3 separate regions of the Mus musculus genome follow, and all the other regions are linked to region 2. The links are chromatin contacts, called in public promoter capture Hi-C maps. All regions are on one chromosome and are shown on one strand. The core of a region is the stretch at or near the end of the contact, and the rest is flanking DNA. Distances in the headings are between cores, read along the strand shown. Region 1 overlaps Pcm1 (pericentriolar material 1). Region 2 holds the start of Vps37a (vacuolar protein sorting 37A). Region 3 holds the start of Frg1 (FSHD region gene 1).

The links. Promoter capture Hi-C pulls out the DNA fragments that hold promoters and counts their contacts.
Region 1: a contact with region 2 is called in a promoter capture Hi-C map of embryonic stem cells, with 2.4 times the contacts expected there. The contact joins the enhancer-like site here to the promoter of Vps37a in region 2. A contact is called at or near these places in 16 of 39 promoter capture datasets (3T3-L1-derived adipocytes, the C10 cell line, the HPC-7 cell line and 11 more), 8 of 115 datasets of contacts at active chromatin or transcription factors (the NIH/3T3 cell line, T-cell acute lymphoblastic leukemia, bone marrow-derived dendritic cells and 5 more) and 3 of 9 other capture datasets (adipose tissue, liver and pancreatic islet).
Region 3: a promoter capture Hi-C map of pre-B cells shows a contact between it and region 2. The contact joins the promoter of Frg1 here to the promoter of Vps37a in region 2. A contact is called at or near these places in 15 of 39 promoter capture datasets (the 3T3-L1 cell line, the C10 cell line, the HPC-7 cell line and 7 more), 5 of 484 Hi-C or Micro-C datasets (B cells, CD4 T cells, CD8 T cells and 2 more), 10 of 115 datasets of contacts at active chromatin or transcription factors (double positive thymocytes, effector CD8 T cells, extraembryonic endoderm stem cells and 7 more) and 3 of 9 other capture datasets (adipose tissue, liver and macrophages).

Annotation. Positions count from the first base shown.
Region 1 is chr8:41,264,395-41,268,295 of GRCm38.p6, reverse strand. Pcm1 (pericentriolar material 1) reads right to left here. Exons shown (of 38, transcript NM_023662.3): 6 at 932-1,109. Among named protein-coding and RNA genes, the nearest start is that of Pcm1, 27 kb to the right of the region's middle. Within about 2 kb of position 1,880, at least 10 of the 459 cell types and tissues checked have an H3K27ac peak or open chromatin away from gene starts, as enhancers often do. A contact at or near this core is called in embryonic stem cells, where this site is marked.
Region 2 is chr8:40,510,259-40,514,097 of GRCm38.p6, reverse strand. It overlaps Vps37a (vacuolar protein sorting 37A), which reads right to left and starts at 2,315. Exons shown (of 12, transcript NM_033560.3): 1 at 1,865-2,315. The coding sequence starts at 1,989. Cnot7 (CCR4-NOT transcription complex, subunit 7) reads left to right here and starts at 2,344. Exons shown (of 7, transcript NM_011135.5): 1 at 2,344-2,558.
Region 3 is chr8:41,415,770-41,419,761 of GRCm38.p6, reverse strand. Frg1 (FSHD region gene 1) reads left to right here and starts at 2,644. Exons shown (of 9, transcript NM_013522.3): 1 at 2,644-2,862. The coding sequence starts at 2,801. Gm50494 (a long non-coding RNA gene) reads right to left here and starts at 2,636. Exons shown (of 2, transcript XR_003947538.1): 1 at 2,513-2,636; 2 at 2,027-2,411.

The DNA of each region.
Region 1 (3,901 bases), core at 631-3,130, 750 kb before region 2:
AAATGAAATAACAGAACTGCTAACATTAAATAGTAAACATGCTCCATTAATTTACTTCCTTATTAGACTTTCTCTGTTTATGTTTTCTCCAGGGGCTAGGGACTGAACTCAGGGCATACTTAAGCTGGCAAACCTAGAGCCCTCCCTACTTTATTTTATGAGGCAATTTCACTATGAAGTATTATAGAGAAGGGAGGCTATGTACACATATGTGTACGTCAGAGGTTGATTTTGGTTATCTTCCTTAGTCACTCTCCATATTATTTTTGAGACAGGATTACTCACTGAGCCCAAAGCTCATCAACTGGCTAGACCACAGAACCCCAGGGACCCTCTTGTCTCCGTTCCTTCTGGAGCGGGGACTACAGATGACTTGGCTTTAATGTGCTTGTTGAGGATCCAAACTAAGGTCCTCATGCTTGGGGAACAAGCACTTTACCAACTGAGCCATCTCCCTGTACCCTAAGAATTCTTTGAGCCTCCTTGCCTCAGACTTCAGTGTGCTGGGATTACAGGTGTTATGATACCAGGCCTGGCTTGCTTATTATTTTTTAAACCTTCTTTGCAAGACAAATAAACAACAATCTTAGCTGAGTGAGATTTAAAACAAAAACAAAACAAAACAGCAGTAATTCCTGCAAAGTGGAAACAAAAAAAAACAAGATCCCTATCACCCTGAGGTTACAAAACAGTACTATATACAGGCCTGTCTGTTTTACCTCTCAAAGATACTCTGTCTGTACGGTATGATAGCCAGGAGTTGTTCCTGCAACCTCTTCTGTATAACCAGAGAAAAGCACAGAACAGAGTAAACCTGGCTTGCAGGTTGCTACACTAGTCAACAACCGAGATCTGATAATACAGTAATAGCAATTCATTTTGTAATAATGAGCCTTTCTTCTAAAGCAATTATTCTGTGACTATCACATACCAGAGTCATCCATCACAGCTATAGCTTGCTCTGCTTTATGCTGCAAAGCTAGAAGAGCAGCCTGTCGGCCCTGCAGAGCTCGCAGCTGCTCCTGCTGTTGTAACATTCTTTTTAATAAATCATGTTGTTTCTTCAAATTTTCTGTCTCTTCCATAGGCTCCTGCTGAGGATCTCTGGCCTGAAAAATAAGACCAACAATACTAATACCTGACAGTTGAAATCCATGGCCCTGTTTCATTTGCCAATGGCAAAGTACAGCAGATACTAGTTTCAATTAAATACACAAGTCTAGATACAGTTTTAATAGACTTAGAAAACTGGTATGTCCCATACTAAAAATTGAGTAATTTTACAGTGAAAAACTATGAGGAGTTAAAAGGAAGAGAATAAAACTCTTAGAAAGCAGAAGGTTTCAAAGTATAGGAAGGCAAATGGAGCTATACATACTGCAGACAAAATAATAGGGAATTACAAATTATACTGAGTTAATGTTCTCAAAGATTTTCTCTACAAACTATCAGGTAGCAAAACTTTCTACCCATTCCAGAAGATAACTTTCCACATACACAACAAAAGCAAAGTAAGTGAGGGCAGGAGAGAAGACAGAGACACAGAGAGTAAATATTCCAACTTCTAACCAAGGTCAAGAATTTTTAAATATATTTGATTATCTTATGTAAAAAGGCCTAAATGAAGCACATTAAATATATAACAAAGCAGAAAACTCTATTTTGTATCAAGTGGTTTTATTAGTTTTTAACTCTTAAATTACATCCATTTAGCTGAGTTTGGGGCATAAACTGAATCTGGAAGACTTCCCCAATACAATAAAAATTTATCATCCTCTCTATATGCAACATAAAAGATTTGAATAGGGACTACTTAGAAGAAACTACCAATGGGGGTGGAGATGACTCAGCAGTTACACACGCTTGTTACTCTTGCATAGGACCCAGCCCAGGTTCACTTCCCACCACTCCCAGAGGTTCACCACCACCTGTAACTCTAGTTCCTAGGCTCGAACACCCTCTTCTGATCTCTGTGGGCATCAGACATGCATAGGATACCCACTCATACATACAGGTAAAACACTTATACATGCAAAACAAAACAATATTTTAAAAGAAAAATTTAAAGAAGTAATGACCAAGTGGGCTGATGATATGGCTTAGTGGTAAAGTTCTTGCTTTAAGGCCACATGTGTTCAAAAAACAAACAAACAAAACAAAACACATACACAAAATTAAAATTTAAAACACAGCTGAACAAAACTAATCAAAAACAGAAATGTAAATACAGCCCCAAACAATAAATTTTAAGCCAAGTTATATATAAAATATATTGTAAAGATATTCTTCATAAATGATTTACCATCAAAATATTTTAAAGTTCTATTATTTTAATCCATTGACAAAAAAATATTCCCTTTAATGTATTGATTTGGTTTCAAATTTGCCACACTAACAAATTTTTGTTGGGAATATAAAATTTTAAATGATTTCTCCCCTAAAATTACTAAAGCAAGTAAAAAGTTAAATGATTTCTTTTGAAAGTACAAATGAATACACTGATCTACTCTCCCTGGGCAAATGAGATTTCTAGAGAAACCACAGGGAATACAGACAGCTCAACAAGTTTCCTTCTGGATGACATCCTTCACCAGCGTTACACAAAGCCTCTTCCATCTACCTCCTCCAAGTAGAACCATCAATATTGTAAATAAGACTGGGTAGCCATGACAACATCTTACATTGTGACTTAGAAATGGGGGAAAAGTGAAGAAAGTACAGTTAACTATTCAGAGGATTAACTATTAAGATGAGACTAGAAGTTTAGTGCAGGTTGATGACACCTCACACCTTTTATACACACATAGTTTACATTTCAGATTAGTAGTCACAATCAACTATGAAGAAAGCTGAGAAGCTAGCTGGCTGTAGTGGCACATGCCTTAAATCTCAGTACTTGAGAGGCAGAGGCAGCTATAACTCTGAATTCAAGGCCAGTGTGGTCTATATGAGTTCCACCCTAGCCATGAGTTGTACCCTAGCTACACAGTAAGACCCTGTCTTTAAAAGCAGGGGGATTGGGAGGAGGCAAATTGAACTGCTTGCCTTATAAGCATAAGAACTTGAGTTGGATCCTCAGAACCTATATTTTTTTTTTAGAAAAAGGCTAGAACTAGTGGTCCACACTTATAAACTTGCTCCTTCAAAGGTGGGGAGAAGCAGATACGTGGAACCCATGGCCAATCTCACTGGTTTATTTGGTCCAGTTACAAGCCAGTGAGAGGCACTGTCTCAAAACAATGGTGGGACAGTACTCCTCTCACAAAGGATAGGTAGGTATACATGAAGCTGTTACAGGATACAAAACATTACATCTATAAAATACACCAAAAATATCAGTCTTTGTAGATAGTTATCATTTTATATCAACCTGCAACTCATAAGGCTGTTTTCAGCTCGGAATCTAACATAGAATCAATCTGAAACCTTTCCCTCTACTCTTCAAACACACTCTATTTTAAAAGGTCTCTTAGAGGGACGAACTGGAAGGAGTGAGAGTTAACAGATTCTATAAACAGAAAACAAACTTAAAAGTCAAGTGATACCAAGTGAGGTTTTATTTAATTAAAATCATTTGTGAATTATGTACAAGTTAGGGTGTGCTGCATTAGGATAACATTAATAACCAAGACTAGGGTTGGCAGGATGGCTCAGCAGACTACAGAGCTTGTCTTACAGCTAAGCATTGAGTCTGATGGCCTGAGTCAATCCTGAGGACCCACATTGTCTAGGGAGAGCAATAAAGGTTGTCCTCCACAAGCATGTTGTGGCCCACCACAGGCATACACTCACACACAATAAAAATAAAAATTTTGTTTTAAAAGATCAAGATAAAGTATAGTTAAATTGTGACAAATCCCTGAACAAGTTTAAGTTATAATTATTCTTATTTGTAAGAATA
Region 2 (3,839 bases), core at 1,066-3,565:
TAGCTCTTGGGTATTATTGATACCTTGAACTAAGGGAGACTTGAAGATTGGAAGCAAACTCTCCTGCTGTCTTCCTATCTCTTACCCCACATTTTCCTCTGAAAGTCGTCCTAAAGACAAGAGTCCCCTTTCCTCATGGATGATAAAAGAAACCTAACACCTAGAAAGGCCACTCTTAGAAAATCCTCTTTCTAGAGGGGCTCTGTCCCTCTAACAGGGCAGAAGGAATGCTGCACAGAAGAGTTAAGAATAGGGAGACTGGCAGGCAGCACTTGAGAGGCAGAGAGGCAAATCCCTGAGTTCAAGGCGCCTACAGCGCCAAGTCCAAGATAACTAGAGCTACACAGAGAAACCCTGTTTAGAAAAACCAAAACCAAACAAGCAAGCACACCTCAAATCTAGGACTTGCTAGTTTCCTCCATTTCAGTCTACCACCATTAGATCGTGCCCTTTTGTCCTAACACTCTCCCACCCACTGCCTACTCCTAAGACAAAAAGGTTTCCCTGGGACTCGGGGTCTTCGTTTATGAAAGCTCCACACCACATAAAATTTGGCTTACACAAGTCTATTTTGTTCTCTCGTGTAGCCAACCCAAAGCTTTAAGAGCAGGCATGGATCATGACCTTACCATGAGTGGGGAAAAGCCATCACACCCGACAAAGTGGGACAACTTTATGAGTTGAATTTTCCACAGTGAAACCAACAATAAAGGATAGCTACTCTTTTCTACTTAAAAAGACAGTAAATGACTTTTTGAAACTTTCCTACAACCAAAAATGAAGTTGACAACCAAGAAACTCAGTTCAGTCAGCAACAGGCCTCATTCAAACTGATTTTGTAGTGAATTTTTCTTTAGACAATGTTTTTTTAGGTTATAGCTTACTTGCTTGGGAAGAAAATAGATGTGTAACACAAAAATAGCCCTTGATGGTGTGTTCAATAACTTGATGTTATTATCTCATGGATGTGTGAGTAGGTATGTATACATACATAATTATATTGTATAACATATTATAATGTGTATAATGTGACAAGGTTTTTGAAAGTCTAGAGTTTAATCATGTTGATCTCTAATATGCTTTATAAAATGTGCTGTGAAGCTGTTAGTTAATTGTAAAATCCATATATCGCAAAGCAGCTCTAATATTTGAAAGCCTGTAGCAGCCACGGACATATCTAATTTAAAAAAAAGACTGCAGCAAACAATTTTATATTTAAGAAAAAAAGTCGAAATAATCTGATTTCCTGTATTTCTAGTTTGACTACAATACAACAAGCAAACTCAAAAGACAACAGATAATGCAGATGGTTGTCTGGCAAGTCCTAAGTGTGGAGCCAAATAGAAGAAAGTGAGAAGTCTAAAGACTCTAACAATTACAAGACAGAAAGAGGTTATTGGAACAGGGTGAGCTTTAATTACAGACTCAAAAGGATTGTCACCAGGACAGAGTTAACTAAAAACACTGGCTTCCCTTTTCTTTGACGTTGCAACAGTTTAAATTTTCAGTTCATAAAACTGTTGGGAATTATCTTTCCAACTGTCTCTTAGCATGTTAACAATTCGAAGGCAATGCTACAATCAGGTAGATCAAAAGGAAAATTAGCGTGTGAGCTAGGGGTGCTGTATACAGATTAAAGAGAGATGACTCCGTTTGTCAGTGGAGATGAGCCAAGTCAAGAGAGGAGCTGAACAGCGGTGGGGCACCAGGGACACAAACTAGGGAAGCAAGCGCTTAACCCCACTGGAAGACCCATCAACAGGAGGCAGCTGATGGAGCGGCCTACGGATTCGCACACGGTGTGTTTGCAAGCAGCCCGCCCTCCCGTCCTACTTTACCCTGGGCCGAAGCCACCAGTCGTCACCTGGAATGGGAGTTCCGGAGTGACTCGATCAGCCGCTGCTTCTGCTGCTGGAGACTGGTGAGGCCGGCAGGGGACCCAGCCGCGGAGGATGACGCGCTCTTCGCCAGGGGAAAGAGCCAGCTCATCCTCCTCGGGTCCCCGGGCCCGAGGCCCTACAAGGTTCTGGCCTGCTGCTCCTCGCTTAGCCCAGTGCTTCCCGGGCGATCGAGCACGGCCCGGACGGGGTGCCCAGGGGCCGCGCCGTCTCCCACACGCCGCGCTCGTGAGTCCCTGGCCCCGGGGGTCCGAGCTACCACTGCGGGCGGCTGGAGAAGGGCGACTCGTCGGCTGGACGGAACCCCGGTGTGCTCCGGGCCACCACCACCCCGGGGTCAGTTAGCTAGGCCTGGTCGCCTTGCCGGCTCAGCTGCTCCAACGCCGGGGCGTTCGTCACCTGCCCGCCCCGCCTCCTGAGGGAGGGCCCCGCCCACCCGGCGCCCGGCGTCATCAGGCCGCGCCCTCGGCGGGACGTGCGAGGAGCGACGTCGCCGCGCTGGGCCGAGCGCCGCTCCAGCTCCCCTTTCCCCCTTTCGCAGGGCGAGAGGCGTCTATGGGGCTCCCGCCGCCGCCGCCGGTACCGCCACCGCCACCGCCGCCGCCGGGTGCTAGCTCTATGGCGAGGAGGAGGAGGAGGAGCGCGAGCTCAGAGACCCAAGTAGATCCGGCGGGGGCCCGGGCGTGCTGGGGCGCCTTGGGAAAAGGGGCTGGGAGTGGGGAGCCCGAGATTGGCGCGCGCGATGGCGCCCGCCTAAGCGTGGCTGTGTGGGACGGAACTGGCGGAGGCGGGGAGCCCGGGGGGACGGCGGTGCTAACGGGCGGGGGGCGGGTGGGGGCTGTCAGGGGCGCGGCGCGCAGTGATGACGCCACCGCTTTGTACCTGGGACTTCGTTGTGGGAAGGAAATTGCGAGTGGAGGGCGGTGGCCTACTTGGGGCCCCGGTGGCTTTCGTCCTCGGCAGTGGTTTTTGGGGGTAGTCGGTCTGGCTCTAGGCCATGCGAATAGGCACCCTGCTCCTGGCCGGCGGCCAGCCGAGCGACTTATCCTTGACATGAAGGCGGCCGTGCTCTCTCCACGTTGCTCGCCCACGGAGGACGCGCGACCTCAGGGATGAGAAGGCCTTGGCTGCCCCTTGGAGGGACCCCTGAGACCGCAGTAGAGAAGAGCGGGTGGAGGAAAGCAGGGTTAAAGTACAGTGTGTCGGTAGAGCGCGTGTAGGGACCGGTGTGAGGACGGAGGGGAGGAAGAAAGAAGGCGTGCCCTGCATCACCTTTTGTTTTCTCCAGCGTACATTTAGGAGTTTGGGACACCAGGCCACCCTCTTTTAACTCGCTGGTTTTGTCGGGGGTTATTGTGTGTTTGGTCCCTGTCCGTCTGATTAATTATCTTACCATTGTATACCGTGAACCTTGTGTGGATGGCAGAGACGTGAGGTCTCTCTTGGGTTGCCAGTTTTTGAAATTAGAAATTTTTAAATGTACACATTTCATTGCCTGCCTGCCTACCTGCTTGCTTGCTTTCTTTCTTTCTTTCTTTCTTTCTCCCTCCCGCTATATTTGTTTCTGAGATTGCCTAATGGCTTTTCAAAACATTTTTAAGAAAAATGTTTCCTCTGCTCTGCTTTGAATGAGTAAGATTTTTAAATGTTTTGTTAGAAGAATAAAAGCAAGCATTCTGTTATGAAACGTTTGATTTTGTTGATTTTTTTTTTTTTTTTTGGCTTGAAATGGTTCAAAGTTTTGTGTGGAGTGAATTGAACTCGGAGCAAATCTTAATTAGTGAAATTTATATTCAGTTGGGAAATCGGCGGTGTGGTGCTTTTATCCTCTAAATATTAGCTGTATACCTTGAGAAAAGGAACTGTCTAAAACTTGATTTTGTTATGAGTCATGAACTTTGTATAAATAAGGTTTATACCAGCCCAGTTTTATAATTCACA
Region 3 (3,992 bases), core at 1,395-3,894, 910 kb before region 2:
TGTTCAAAAGAAAAACTCCAGAGCAAGAAGCATGACAGTTCTTCATAAATAGTAACATTAGGGGAATAGAGAAAACCATTGTTTGTGAGAAGCCGGTGTGGTGGAAGTGGGGGCGGTTTTAGAGAAAGAAAAAAGAAAAGAAAAGGAAAAGGAAAAATCCCAGAGTGACTGAGGAAGCTTGCTCAGGATGAGCTGAAAGAGATGGGGAAAAGGAAAAGTTACAGGAAAGGAAAGGCATTATCTCACTACAGGGATAATTATTTCTCTGGTCTCTTTACCCAAGGCTTAAGGTAAATTAGCCTTTGCTTTTTGGGGAATGGTCTCTGCCTGGTGAATGATAAGCCCAGATTTATTAACTCATAATCTTGGTTAGCTAGAATGTTAGGTCTCACTGGGCAATGGTGGGGGTGGGCACACACCTTTAATCTCAGCAGAGGCAGTCAGATCTCTTTAAGATTTGAGGCCAGCCTGGTCTACAGAGCAAGCTCCAAAACAGCCAAGGACACCCAGACATCCCCTGTTTCAAAGTGGGGGGAAGATTTTAGGTCTCTACCTAAGAACAGAGATTCTGGGGGCTGGAGAGATGGCTCAGCGCTTAAGAGCGCTGAGTGCTCTTCTGAAGGTCCTGAGTTCAAATCCCAGCAACCATATGGTGGCTCACAACCATCCACAACGAGATCTGGCACCCTCTTCTGGGGTGTCTGAAGACAGCTTACATATTAATAAGTAAATAAATCTTTAAAAAAAGAGAGAGAAATTTTATCTTATTTTCCAAAGGAAAGTGTCTCTTCCTTAATGGACTTCTATAGAGCTCTGATCAAGACTACTGTGGCATTGCCTCTCTTAAGCCATAACCCCAGCATCATTTATGGGATGGGCTAAACCTGAGGATGAGACAAGACCTATTTCACCAAGAAAAGCCAAAGATCCAGTTCCAGAAAAGATTAGTGCCTTGAGCTTTGGTCGCGCTCTCAGGTCATCTCCAGGTAAGGATGCTCTTTCAGAAGTTAGAAGACACCCAGCTCCCTTCTGGTGTTCTTGGGAAAAGCGTGGTCATTCCTGCTTGTGCAGTTTTCCAGGGCCTTACCCTAAACTGCATGCTCTGTTCCTATCACAAAGCCAGGTCCCCAGCACCAGAAAAGACAAGACAAAGATAAAGAGAGTTAAATCAGATACTTTTAAGCAATAATCATTGGCTGAGTTACAAATAACAGACCCTGTATTTATTTGCTGGATAGGGAGAAGTACTTGCAAAAGTGTTTCCTGTATGAGGTTGTGGGCAGTTTCTGTGCAAGGTTGGAGTTCAGGCAGTATCTTTGTGATAGTTTTGTCAAAAATATCTTCTATTTGCTAGATGTAATCGCCATCTCAGAGGCTTGCTGCTGAATAAACTCACCCTTTCCACTCCTTTCTAAATTCTGGCTGGCTGATTCAGCTAATCTATTCTGGCTTCAACTCCTCTCCAAGCTGACTGATTTTCATCTGGCTTCTCTCCGTGTCTCCTGAGTTGCTCTGCTTGCCCTCAAACTAACTCTGGTAATCTATTCTAATCTTCTGGCTTCTCATTCTCTGGCTTTAACTGCCTCTGCTGACCTTCACTGAACTGCAGGAGCTCATGAAGGAACTCACTCAACTCCACTGTACTGTACTCGCCACTCTGACTCCCCACTGACTGACAAGCGCTAAAGACTGAACTTGCCCCTGACCTGAATAGCTTCTCTCTCTTGTGCCACTCAGATGAGCGTTGAGCATATTCTGTCAAATCTCCCTCTGATTCACCACTTTGTTTGCCCCTCAATTAGACATCGTTGTTTAGGATTAAAGGTGTGTACTAAGTGTGTGTCTGGATTCCAGCCAGATCACACAGACCTAGAATATCTTTGCACGTCATCCCTTGCCAGAGCTGCCATCAATCATTCCTTCAAAAGTGTTTTATATTTGTCAAGTGTTGACAAAGCCATTCCATTTTTTGATTCTAACAGCATTCATGTTTCTTTCACAAAAACCAAAGATCACACAGAAGCTGTATCAGCGGTGCATTGTTTGTAATGGAAGGGAGTTATAACATTGCGGGGAAGATTGGAGGAGGCAAAAGGAATACGCACTTGGCTGGATCAAGACTACAGGGAAAGACAGTATTCGGTGTGGAGACCAAAGTCTCTTCAGCACTTGCGATAGAAACCAGTAGTTAGCAACTATACATTGTATCATTCCTCAATTGTTTCTTGTGTGTTACTCATACACAATACACGAGTAAAACATGTACAACACAACTAACAACTCTGGAGCCAGAGTCGTTGATAAAGTTGCCCGAAGCCAAGGCTGTGACCCACGCCTCCACAGAACACACATCTCGGTTTCTCTGTGCAGGCCCAGTCTGGCGGGTTGCCGGGTACTTGGTGCGATGTCCGCTGCAAAGAGAGTGGGCAGATAGATTTGATCCTTTCAACATCTGGCTCATCCAATCCAGGTATGGTCTTTACAACCTCGGCAGCAGGAAACTGTTGGATACCTTCGCTTCCACCAGGGGGCGTCTCTATAAGTTTTGCCTGGTTTGGGGGGGAAAAAAAACCGCGAACATCCGGGACTTCGCCGCAGGAACGCTGACGTGATTGGACCCTCCACGGCCGCCGTAGTGCATCGGAAGCAGTAAACAGGAAGCCGGAGAATCGTAGCCTTGGGTTGAAGAAGACCGAGAGTTCCTCGGGGACTCGCTCAGCTCCGGCCGTTAGAGCCACTTCCTCCTCCTCCCAGTCCTACGGAAGCTCTGCCAGAGGCTGCCACTTCAGCGAGCCGGGCCATGGCCGAATATTCCTATGTAAAGTCCACCAAACTCGTGCTCAAGGGCACTAAAGCCAAGAGGTGAGGCGGCGCTCGGGAGGGAGGCGCGGTTCTCAGTGCATCCATCCCCGGGGCTCAAGGGACGGGGTAGCCAAGCCACCCAGGACACTCAGACCTGCGTGGACAGCCTCCCCGACACTTCTTAGCTGACGCTGCGTGGCCGGGGATCCCCCGAAACGGAGAGACCAGGAGTCCTACTTTTGCCCCCCCCCCCAGGCCTCCCCCTGCCTGCCTTGATAACTTGCTTTAAGGAAAGTTTTTTTTTCCACCGGTCTTTCCTGCAAATGGAAAAAGCAAGCGGACAAACAAAAACGCCCTGATTCTCTGCAGTGTAATATGTAGGGGGCAGGCAAAGCTGCATCATAGTGTGAGTCGGGACCTTGAATTCGCACCGGTGATGGGTTGATGGTTCGTTTGCTGATTTATTAGACGCTGGTTCTTGTTCCTCGAGACTATAAAAAAGAGTTATGAGAACTGAATGAGACAGCCAACTCAGAATATAACAGCCAAGTGGAGGCATGTGGGTGTGATTTATAGTTAGCCCTATAGAGAAAGATATCTTGCCCGATCCTATTTCCGTCCTCTTGAAGGATCTAGCCAAAGTTGAACACTTTATTTCCTGTATCACCGCTGAAGCAGTTTCAACAGGTACTTGTCAGCGAGCTTCGTGCTGAATGAGCTCGGAGCTTTATCCTGACCGAATCTGAAACTGTTTAAAATTTAGAATTTGCTTCTGAAGATGTTGTCGATAAAATACAAAGAAGTTAAGACAGCAGTTATTAAAACCTATGTAGTGCTTTCCATGTTTCCATGATTGGTTCTTTGTTTTTTTGAGACAAGGTTTCTCTGTGTAGTCCTGGAACTTAACTCTGTAGACTAGGATAGCCATGAACTCAGACACTCACCTGCCTCACCTCCCCCACCCCACCAACCCCCAAGTGCTGGGATTAAAGGCTTGGGCTGCAACCACAGCAAGGCTCAGAATTTGTTGTAAGCACTCTGAATAATCACTTTTCCCCTAAGATCTCTCCTCGTGTTTCCATTTATGGAGCTGTAATTCATAAGCCATAAACTCCTTTTAAAGTGTACAGCTAGTGGGGTTTAGTATATTTACGAGTTCACCACTATTTAGTCAGTAAGCATTTTGCCAC